Linked DNA regions of Capra hircus: region 2 is linked to region 1. Evidence: chromatin contacts called from public Hi-C data. All regions are on one chromosome and are shown on one strand. The core of a region is the stretch at or near the end of the contact, and the rest is flanking DNA. Distances in the headings are between cores, read along the strand shown.

Region 1 (5,046 bases), core at 2,159-4,658:
TCCCTGACCAGGGATCAAACCCAGGCCCCGGCAGTGAAACCACTGAGTCCTAACCACTGAACCACCAAGGAGTTCCCTGGAAGGCATCTTAAAGGGCCTGATTTATCCTTTAAGGATTTAAAATCTGACTGTTTGGAGTAACATTATAAATAACACAATCATTTTGGTTCAATTTGAGGGGAAATCATAAGATCAACTATACATATCTTACCTTCTAAAAAAAAGTCACAGCCCTTATTGAAATTGAATTCATATTGTGCCTTCAAAACGAAACTGGCATGCTTTCCAAGACCAAACATCAGGCGATGTTGCCCCCCAAGATTTACTGGTATGGCTGGCCAAGGTCTCTCGGCCTCATTTGAACAATCTTTGCTTCTCAGCTGCCCAAAACTCCTCCCTCAGTACTTGTCCCTTTGGCATCACTGGCATTGTTGTCAAACAATAATCAGTACCCAGCCTTCAAAGAACAAAGAAATTTGTGTGGGTCTGAAGACCTGCAATTTGAGGGACTTCCCTGGTGGTCCAGTGGCTAAGACTCTGTGTTCTCAAGGCAGGGGGCCTGGGTTCGATCCCTGGTCGGGGTACTAGATCTTATTTGCAACTTAAAAAAAAAAAGATTCTGCATGCTACACTAAAGATCTAACATCCTGTGTGGTGCAAATAAGACCTGGCACAGACAAATAAATAAATAATGGTTGTTGTTGTTGTTTTTTAATAAAAGAATTGCAATTTGAGAGACAGATTTGAGTTGAATGGAAAGAGGGTTCTAGGGAAGAAAAAGAGTCAGGGTTTTATAAAGGCCAAGACCACAGGTTGTTAAAATGGTCTGGCAGGAATTATGATGGACTCTGACACGGGAAAGGAAATATTTCTCCTTGAGGAAAAGGCTGTCACGAGTTATTTAGGGTAAGGGTCCAAATGGTATTTTGACTGTCTGGAACACTGCCCGAGTTGAGACAATAATGGGTCAAAGTTCAGATTCCATCTGGGCTGAGGTGAGCATAAATCACACTCACTCAGTGCCTCCCACCTTCATTTTAGAGAGCTCTCTTAGCAATACTGACTCCATTTTAATTTTCCTTTCACAGTGCACACCGGGCTCTTAAAGCATCTTGCTTGTTCTAGAAAGGGAAACTTTTCAAACCCTTACGCCTTAGTGAGAACAAGTGCATCAGGTCTTTTCACAGGACGGACTCGTGCAGCCAAAGAGTCCCTGGCCCTGCATGGAAGAGTGAAGAATGAGCACAGGACTTTAGGAATGGTACTGACTTCCACCCAAGTTTGTCTTCTCTATAATTGTGCTGAGGGCTCCTATATGTGATACAGAACAAATCACAGACATCAAAGGTTGGTAGTTTTTCAGGGCTCTGTAAGAAAGGCAGTGCTTTTGAGGCTCGTGTCCTTGGAATCCTGGCTGATTTTGGAGCGGGATATAAGGACAAAAAGCCCAGCAGGCTTCCAGTTGGCCAGTGCACTGCCAGGGCCATGCCGTCATAGTCGCAGCAGCCCGAGCCCTGAGCTGTTAGGCAATCAAGGCCTTAGAGGTCGGCCAGGACAGTTTGCCCAGCCTCTATTCTCCTGAAGTTTTGGTTCAACTCAAACAGACCTCTGACCACCCTCCTGGCCTCTAGGGGGCGCATTTCTCAGTCTCATAGTCTTTTTAGGGTGCAATTTCTTGAGCCTTGACCACACATTCCTAGGAATCTTCTGGATGGGTGGGTGATAAACCAAATGCCACTGTGCTGTTGACTGAAACTCTTGGAAGACCTTTGCCCCAGAGCTGGAGCAGATGGACTTCACTTTGGGCTTGGAGACTGGAGCTTGCAGGGTTTTTCATCAGTTTTGCCCTTGGCTGTGTGCAGGGAGACTGAGTTACTTAGCCTCATGGTCCATTATCATCTTTGAGTAAGGCCTCTTCCTTCATTTTGAATTAATGAATTTCTTCTTATCCCATTGTTGTTGTTCAGTTGTTGTGTCCAGCTGCTTGAGACACCATGGACTGCAGCACACCAGGCTTCCTTGTCCTTCACTATCTCCCAGAGCTTGCTCAAACTCATGTCCATCGAGTCAGTGATGCCATCCAACCATCTCATCCTCTGTCACCCTCTTTTTCTGCCCTCAATCTTTCCCGGCCTCAGGGTCTTTCCCAATGAGTTGGGTTTTCACATCAGGTGGCCAAAGTTTTGGGCTTCCCCTTCAGCATCAGTCCTTCAGTGAATATTCAGAGTTGATTTCCTTTAGGAATCCTTGATCTCCTTGCTGTCTAAGGCACTTATCCCATAGTTCCCGCCTGTTCTCCTATCCACTATAGGTAAGCACTCTAATGTGCTTAATGCATATCTTTTTATTTGTATGTGTTCTTGCATGTGTTTTGTGTGAATATATTTTTTTAACTCAGAAAATAATTTGTTTTTCTTAAGTGTAAGGGGAAACTTAGAAGCATACATTATCAGGACTTTAATCCAAATGTTGAATAAGCGTATCATTCTAAATTCAGGGCCTGGGCAATGTGAAAATGAAAAATACTTTGAGGGATAAAAATATATTGTGAATAACACATGAATTTACATTTCCACTTAGGTGTACTATTCCAAAGTCAATTGATATAATTTTGGTACATTTGAACTAGTACAGAATTATTGAGAGTAACCACTGTAATACCTTTCAACTATAAGAAGTATGGGAAATTGCAAAATAAAAATAATTTAACATAGGAGAACTATCATATGATCATGCTGGTCTACAAAGTGAGCATACAAATTTTGGTTGAAAAATGTTCCCCTAGTACCCTAAAAATAAGCAGAGTCTTTGAAATCTTTTACACATTGATAGCAGATAGTCATGTTCATTTTATTAATACCAGAGGCAATAGTACAATGCTAAAAATAAGCACCCACCTATACTTGTATCATGAATGTACGGAAATGGTATTCTGTTATAAAATCTCATCTGCTTTCCTACTTTTTTCACTGAACACTTTTGATTTTAAGATCCACGTTGCTGAGTCTGCCTACAGTGCATCAGCCACGTGTTACTCATTCACGCCCCCGCTGGAGGACTCTCAGGCCGCCCCTCCCTTCTCCATCATGGGCACAGGAACAGAATTTCTGGGTCATAGGACTGAGATGGAGGTTTTAGTCTGGAAACCTACAAGCACACCAGTGCCAAAACCCCTTCCCTGTGCCTGGAGGAGACGTTTCGGAAGTCTGAAGAGACACGCCGCCTCCCATCCTCCCTGCACCACTAGGCTGAACTCCTAAAACTACAGGATTTGGGGTAGGAATGCCAGAGTTGAGGAGCAGCCATTCTCCCCCTCTCTGCTCTCAGAGACAACATCGCGGGGTCCAGCTGAGAGGCCCAGCATCACCAAAGAATTTGCTGGCAAGTCCTGAATGCTGAGTTGGCCCCGCCTGCACAGCTCTGGATAGGGGGACAGCCAGCCCTCACCCCAAGGCTGGGAAGTGACTGGGGCCGGGTCTCCACAGGCAGAAGACTTGAGCAGGGACACTCTGGGGTCAGGTGACTCCCTCGCACCTGCCCATGGCCCCAGGCGATCCTCTGGGGGGGCAGCTTCACTAACTGTTGGACTGCAGTCGAGAGGCTCAGGCTTCTCACACTAAAAAACACTCAGAAACCCTCAGATTGACTCTGACACAAAGCTCTTCCAGCCATAAGATGGGGGCGAGGGGGCTCTTGCTGATTTTCACTGCCCCACACCGCCAGCCTTCAGGGGGCGCTGTTCCTCCAACATCAGAGATTCTGAGCAAGAACCAAGGGCAGCTCCCAAGTGACAGCTCAGCGGTGCCTCACACGGATGGTAAAGACCCTGCGATAAAGGCCTGGGGAGAATGAAGGGAAACTGGATCAGGCAGAAACACGGCAGCTCCTTTGGGCGTGTACCTGGGCTCCCTGCTGCCTTGCTCCAATAGCACCACCTGCTCCTCCTTGCTGGAGGAGACCCTCCAAAATGCAGACCGAGAGAGGCTGAGCCCTCCCTCCACACTGCCTGGCCCTGCACTTCTGTTTCCTGCCTCCTCACCTCCTAGCAGGAAAGCAGGGACCTTCCCTGGTAGGACCTGAAGATGGCCTTCTCCAGAAAGACACAGCCACAACTTCTGTGAATGACACACGCAGTGAGCGGTGGAAGGACAGTGTTGGGGAGGACTTTTCTTTGCCCTCTGGACCTTTGTCCCATGGGCATGACCCTCAGTTAAGGAGAGCCTGGGGCAGGCCAGTGAGCTTGGGGCTGGGAGTGTGGGGAGACGAGTGTAAGCACCTCTGGGGCAACCTAGGGCAGGGGCGGGTGACAGACTTAGGAAATAAGCATGGTCCCTGCCTGGAGAAAGGGCACTCACTATGAGGGTAACACCCATTCATGCCACAACTATTCTCGGAGCACCTCTTAGATGTCAGGCACTGGGCGAGTTGCAGCAAGAGCTGTGTGGTTCCAATGGTCTGGAGCCGATATTGGCGAGTAGAGACAAATAGTATATTTATGCGTGTGTGCATAGTTATGTCCGACTCTTTGCAACCCCATTGACTGTAGCCTGCCAGGCTTCTCTGTCTATGGGATTTCCCAGGCAAGAATACTGGAGTGGGTTGCCATTTCCTCCTCCAGGGGATCTTCCCCACCCAGGGACCGAACCTACGTCTCTTTCGTCTCCTGCACTGGCAGGCGGATTCTTTACTCCCCTGGTGGCTCAGACGGTAAAGCGTCTGTCTACAATGAGGGAGACCCGTGCTCAATCCTTGGGTTGGGAAGATCCCCTGGAGAAGGAAATGGCAATCCGCTCCAGTACTATTGCCTGGAAAATCCCATGGACAGAGGAGCCTGGCAGGCTACGGTCCATGGGGTCGCTTCCGTCTCCTGCATTGACAGGCGGATTCTTTACCGCTGAGTCACCTGGGAAGCTCAAGGAAGCCACTATGTAACTCTAAATAGCAATATGAACAATGAAGGAAATCGGGAAGGTGCTGAGACAGAGAATAATGGGGAGGAAGGAGACATGCTGATCAAGAAAGGCGGCACCCAGGCTGAAGCAGGGA
Region 2 (4,987 bases), core at 2,278-4,777, 49 kb after region 1:
CACCTCCTCCAGGAAGCTCTCCCAGACACTCTGGCCTTGCCTGCCTGTCAGCTTTTTGGCTTAGACCACGTCGCCCTGTTCTATACCAACCTGGAGGGGCTCTCTGTGTGTAGAGTGAGTGGCAACCATGACAACATGGGTTGCTTCCTTGTTGCCATGGAGACTTGTGAGCTTGTGTTGAGGTTGGCACCTGGCAAAGCTGGCTTGGCTATTCCATGTGGGGGCTGGAAGCTCATCCTCCAGGGCTCATCCATCACTCGGGGACAGGGGGAGCCCTGTGCCTCCTCATGGCCAAGCCCCCTGTCTCCCATGGGATGCTCATTCTCAGCCCCTGAGAGGACGAGTGGAGGGGGCTGAGGGTGCATAGACTGAACGGGGTAGAGGAGGAGGGCCAAAGCCAAGGGCTTCCGTGACCCCAGAAATAGCCCAGCGAGAGCTGAGAGCGGGGAGCCGTCCAGACTCCCCCACTCCTGCTGCCTGAAGACAGAGCATTTCGGCGTCATCCCCTGACCTCAGACTGGCCAGAAGGCCTGAGACTCAGCCACATACACTGAGACGATGTTATTCTGGCCTTTAGGTGACTTTTAGCGCTCACCTCGTTCACACATGAACTCAGCAAGCATCTGCTGGGCAGTGGCAATGAGGACTGGCCCCCAGCTCAGGGAATCCCCACAAGCTCTTTCAGTGCATTTTAAAGAAGCACTAGGTAGGTGCAGGCGGCTTATCAGTATTGCCTGAACCACACATCCAACCCTGCAGAAAGTTCCCCTTGACTCTCCTTCCAACCTTGGGGCCTTTGCTCTGGCTGATGCCCTCATATCTCCCCTGTGAATTCTGCCTGAAATACCGCCTCCCCCAGAAAGCTGTCATCTCCCTCTCTTGCTCATCCTGCCCCGGGTAGGGCACTGAGTGCCACACAAGTGCAGAAGCTGCATAGGGTAGTGGTTCAGAAAGGGGAATAGAGGCAGGGCTGGGGTCAGTTTCCTGTGCGTCCCTTTATATTGGGTTGGCCCAAAATTTCTTTTGGATTTTTCCATGTTATGAAATACCCAACTGAATTTTTTGGCCAATCCAACAGTACCTGCGAGCAAGGACAGCCCCCACTTGAATCCTTAAACACTCATGTCCCTGCTTCACCCCCAGATGTCAAGCCTAAGACACTGCTTTCCTGTCAGAAGGGTTTGTTTTTCATCATCTCTCTTCCTCTGAGCTCAGAGAATGAAGGTATCACTGAAGACACTGCAGTGAGAGAGGGGGCCCTGTTCTTACCAGGGCTGCTCTTCCTCTAAGGAGGCCAGCTCACTTGGGCCCCGCCTCCAGCAGGGGAGTGGGGCAGTGAGAGGAGCCCTCTCCTGGGAGCTGGAAGGCAGGGGCCTCATGGCTGGCAGGGGGCAGGGGTGAGGATGGCAAAGCAGGGGCAGTGAGATTGTGTGGGCCACACGGTAGTACAGGAGACACTTTCGCTGGAAATGCAAACTGTCTGAAGCAGAATTCTGGGCTGAGTGTCCTAAGAGCCAGGTTGAAAAGGGTGATGGGATGAGTTACATAGGAGGGCACGGGGCTGACAACAGAGGCAGAGGGCTGCACGGGGCTTCCGTCGAACATGGTAGAGACCCAGCAGAGCCGTTGTTGCTGTTCAGCCGCTCAGTCTGTTCGGCTCTTTGTGAGCCCGTGGACTGCAGCACGCCAGGCCTCCCTGTCCTTCACCATCTCGTGGAGTTTTCTCAAACTCATGTCCACTGCATCAGTGATGCCATCCAGCCATCTCATCCTCTGTCGTCCCCTTCTCCTCCTGCCCTCAATCTTTCCCAGCTTCAGGGCCTTTTCTAATGAGCTGCCTCTTTGCATCAGGTGGCCAAAGTATTGGAGCTTCGGCATCAGTCCTTCCAATGAATATTCAGGGTTGATTTCCTTGCAGTCCAATGGACTCTCAAGAGTCTTCTTCAGCACCACAGTTCGAAAGTCTCTGGGAAATCTTGGTGATGATTTCCCTGAGTGGTCTGGAGTTGAGAAAGGCCTTGGGGTTTACTGAGTATTGAGTTTAATGCATTGGGCTGTGATCCAATGAGGAGGAGAACCAAGCATTACCCCTGTTCAACAGGCTCTTATTTCAGTGCAGTGATAGACAGTGTATCAACCTAAGATGACAATAGGAACAAGTGCTCAGAAGAGACAGAGGGAGAGCCAGGCAAAGATGCTGCACACAGGGGATCAGCATGTGCAGAGGCCCTGGCGCAGGGGGAACATGGTATATAAGAGGAACTGGTGAGTGGCCAAATGACTGTGGGCAAAGAACCAGGATAAGAGTCGAGAAGTGAAGCAGGAGGGATGGAGGTGATGGGGCAGGGCCTAGGGTGGTGGCAGTGAGAGGTGGATGGGTAGACTGGGGAGGTGCATAAAAGAAGGTGATGGAGGGAGGGGTGTGCATAACCTGGTAGGTGGTGGTGCCTTTGCTGAGAAGGGAGTGCTGGAGGAGGAGCAGGTTTGTAGGGTGAAGAGCCCGGTTTCGGACACTCTGAGGTGTCTGTGGGATGTGAGGTCCAAAGGGAGGTGAGGACCAGTAGGCTGCAGGCCCTGGCCTCTGGGAGGGGTCTGGGCAGGATGTAGTCATGTTGTGGGTGAGGGACAGGGTGTAGAGAGTTGGCTGTGCTGGGCCTAGAGCGGCTCTAACTGTAAATGGGTCGCCTGAGGCAGGAGATGCATGTGTGAGAAGGAAGTGTAACCGCTGGCAAAGTGTCGGTTCTGGCAGAGTCCTGACCTCTCCACCCCCTACCAAGGCAAGTGGGGTGACCATGCCACCACCCCGCCTTCCTCTGGTGAGAAGCAGAAAGCGTCACCATTTGCCAGCTGTGTAGCCACTGTCAGTTTCTTCACCTCTCTGACCTTTGTTTTTCTCATCTGTGAAATGGGGCTAATGATGGTGCCCTCCCTGCCTGGCAGAGTTGCCAGCGTTAAATAATGAGGCCAGCATTGGAATGCACATCAGCAGCACCTGGAAGCTTGTTGAAACAGTGCGCTGGGCCCTGCCTCTGAGCTTTGGCTCCCGGAGGACAGCAGTGGAGCCGGAGAAGCTGTGCTTCTGAGGACTGCCAGGTGCTGCTGCTGGTCAGTTTCCTGAGTCCCCGTGGGAGGAGGGAGCCCCTTATGAAGCCTGCCTTGCAAGGACGGTGAGGAGGTTCTGGCGGGTGGAGTCGGTGGAGTCTTCAGCACACGTGGTGCTTGCTAGTGGTAAAGAACTTGCCTGTTGACGCAGGAGACAAAACAGAACGCGGGTTTGATCAGGAAGTGAGTTGCCATTTGATCCAGGAAGACCCCCTGGAGGAGGGCATAGCAATCCAGTCCAGGATTCTTGCCTGGAGAATCCCGTGGACAGAGGAGACTGGCGGGCTACAGTCCATAGCGTTGAAAAGAGTCATACACGACTGAAGCGACATAGCACGCGCGCTCACAGGCACGCAGGCGGGGGTGGGCAGAGCTGTATCGCTGGGTGTCATGTGGTCATATGGCCACCAGGGGGCAGGCACGCTGCTCTGCACAGGGATGCAGCCAGTGACAGGACGCCTCACCTGGCAAGGTTTGGCGTGTGTGTGTGCGCGCGCGCGTGCGTGTCGCTCAGCCATGTCTGACTCTTTGTGAACCCATGGACCTGTCAGGCTCTTCTGTCCATGGAATTCTCCAGGCAAGAATACTGGAGTGAGTTGCCATTCCCTTCTCCAGGGGATCTTCCTGACCCAGGGATCGAGCCCAGGTCTCCTGAATTGCAGGCAGATTCTTTACCCTCTGAGCCACCATCAGCCTCACTGGCTCTGGCTCCTCGGGTGGCCTGGTGAGCAAGGAGCGGCAGCGTATTTTTGCCTCCTTGGGTAAGGGGCCATGGTCAGGGGCAGAGAATTTTACCCTTGAGAGCAGACAAGCCTCGCTTCAGAGCCAGTCTGCAGCCCCGCACACCGTCTCTGCGCACTTGGAGACTCGGCGCCCATCAGCCCACAGGGATGAGGGGGTGACAGGAGGGGAGCCCACTGTATGGGAGCTGCTTCAGGGGTAGGCCTCCAACCCAAAGGCGAATTCAGTGGGCATTTCTGATAAGAGGGGGGTGCATGTGGTAAACTCTTAGGTGGGGCATTTGGGAGGTACAGCTGAGATCAGGTTCAGGGGCTTGGGGGACCCCCAGGACTGGTCAGGGTGTGCAGATGTGGGCTCAGAGGAGGGTGGCATAATGACAGCAACCCTTGCAAAGCATCTACTTTGCACCAGGTCTTAAGAGACCTTTATACATATAAATTCATTTAATCCTCACAACCATTTTGCTTGTGATATCATTATCCCCATTTTACAGATGGGAAAATTGAGACATAGAGAGGCTAGGTCATTTGTCTAAGGTCATACAGAGACTGTGTGGCGCAGCTTGGAATGAACCCAGGCATCTGGCTCCAGGGTCTGCTTCTAATGCACATGGGAGTCAAGGGCAGGAAGCTCTAGCCAGCTTCCTCACCTGGGATTCCAAGCCACCTCCCTCCTCTGCCAGGAGGGGGAGCTCGCCCCTCAGAGAGGCCTCTGTGGGAGAGCGGATGAGTTGGGAGAGGCACTTTCCCATCAGTCCTGTTCTGAACAAGGTGCGCCTCACCCATCAGCAGCAGACAGGAGTGGGTCCTGAGTGAGCTCCCACATCTTAGCTCAGACCTCACCTCTGTTCATCTCTCTGGGTGACAGCCTCCTTGGCAGGACTGCCAGATAAAATATAGACCGTCCCATTAAGCTTCAGATAACAAATATTTTTAAAATGTAAGTATGTTCTAAATTTTACATGGGGCATGTTTATATTCAAAAAGCTTTTGTTGTCTATCTGAAATGTGAACTTAACTGGGTGTCCTGTGTGTTTATTTACGCCACCTGGCAACCCTACCCTCGGGCATCTCCTTCCACGCTTCCCATGCTTAGCCCGCTCCTTCCCTTTGCTTCCTCCTTGGTGTCCTCCTGGAGAGGGCAG

Evidence for each region. A called contact is a pair of places that touch in the nucleus more often than the background predicts.
Region 2: a Hi-C map of blood shows a contact between it and region 1, with 3 times the contacts expected there. The contact joins two enhancer-like sites. A contact is called at or near these places in 2 of 5 Hi-C or Micro-C datasets (both in blood).

The regions. Positions count from the first base shown.
Region 1 is chr21:31,664,018-31,669,063 of ARS1.2, forward strand. No RefSeq gene overlaps it. Among named protein-coding and RNA genes, the nearest start is that of PSTPIP1, 18 kb to the right of the region's middle. Within about 2 kb of position 3,409, at least 2 of the 5 cell types and tissues checked have an H3K27ac peak or open chromatin away from gene starts, as enhancers often do.
Region 2 is chr21:31,713,019-31,718,005 of ARS1.2, forward strand. The region is part of intron 3 of PSTPIP1 (proline-serine-threonine phosphatase-interacting protein 1); the gene reads left to right. Among named protein-coding and RNA genes, the nearest start is that of PSTPIP1, 31 kb to the left of the region's middle. Within about 2 kb of position 3,528, at least 3 of the 5 cell types and tissues checked have an H3K27ac peak or open chromatin away from gene starts, as enhancers often do.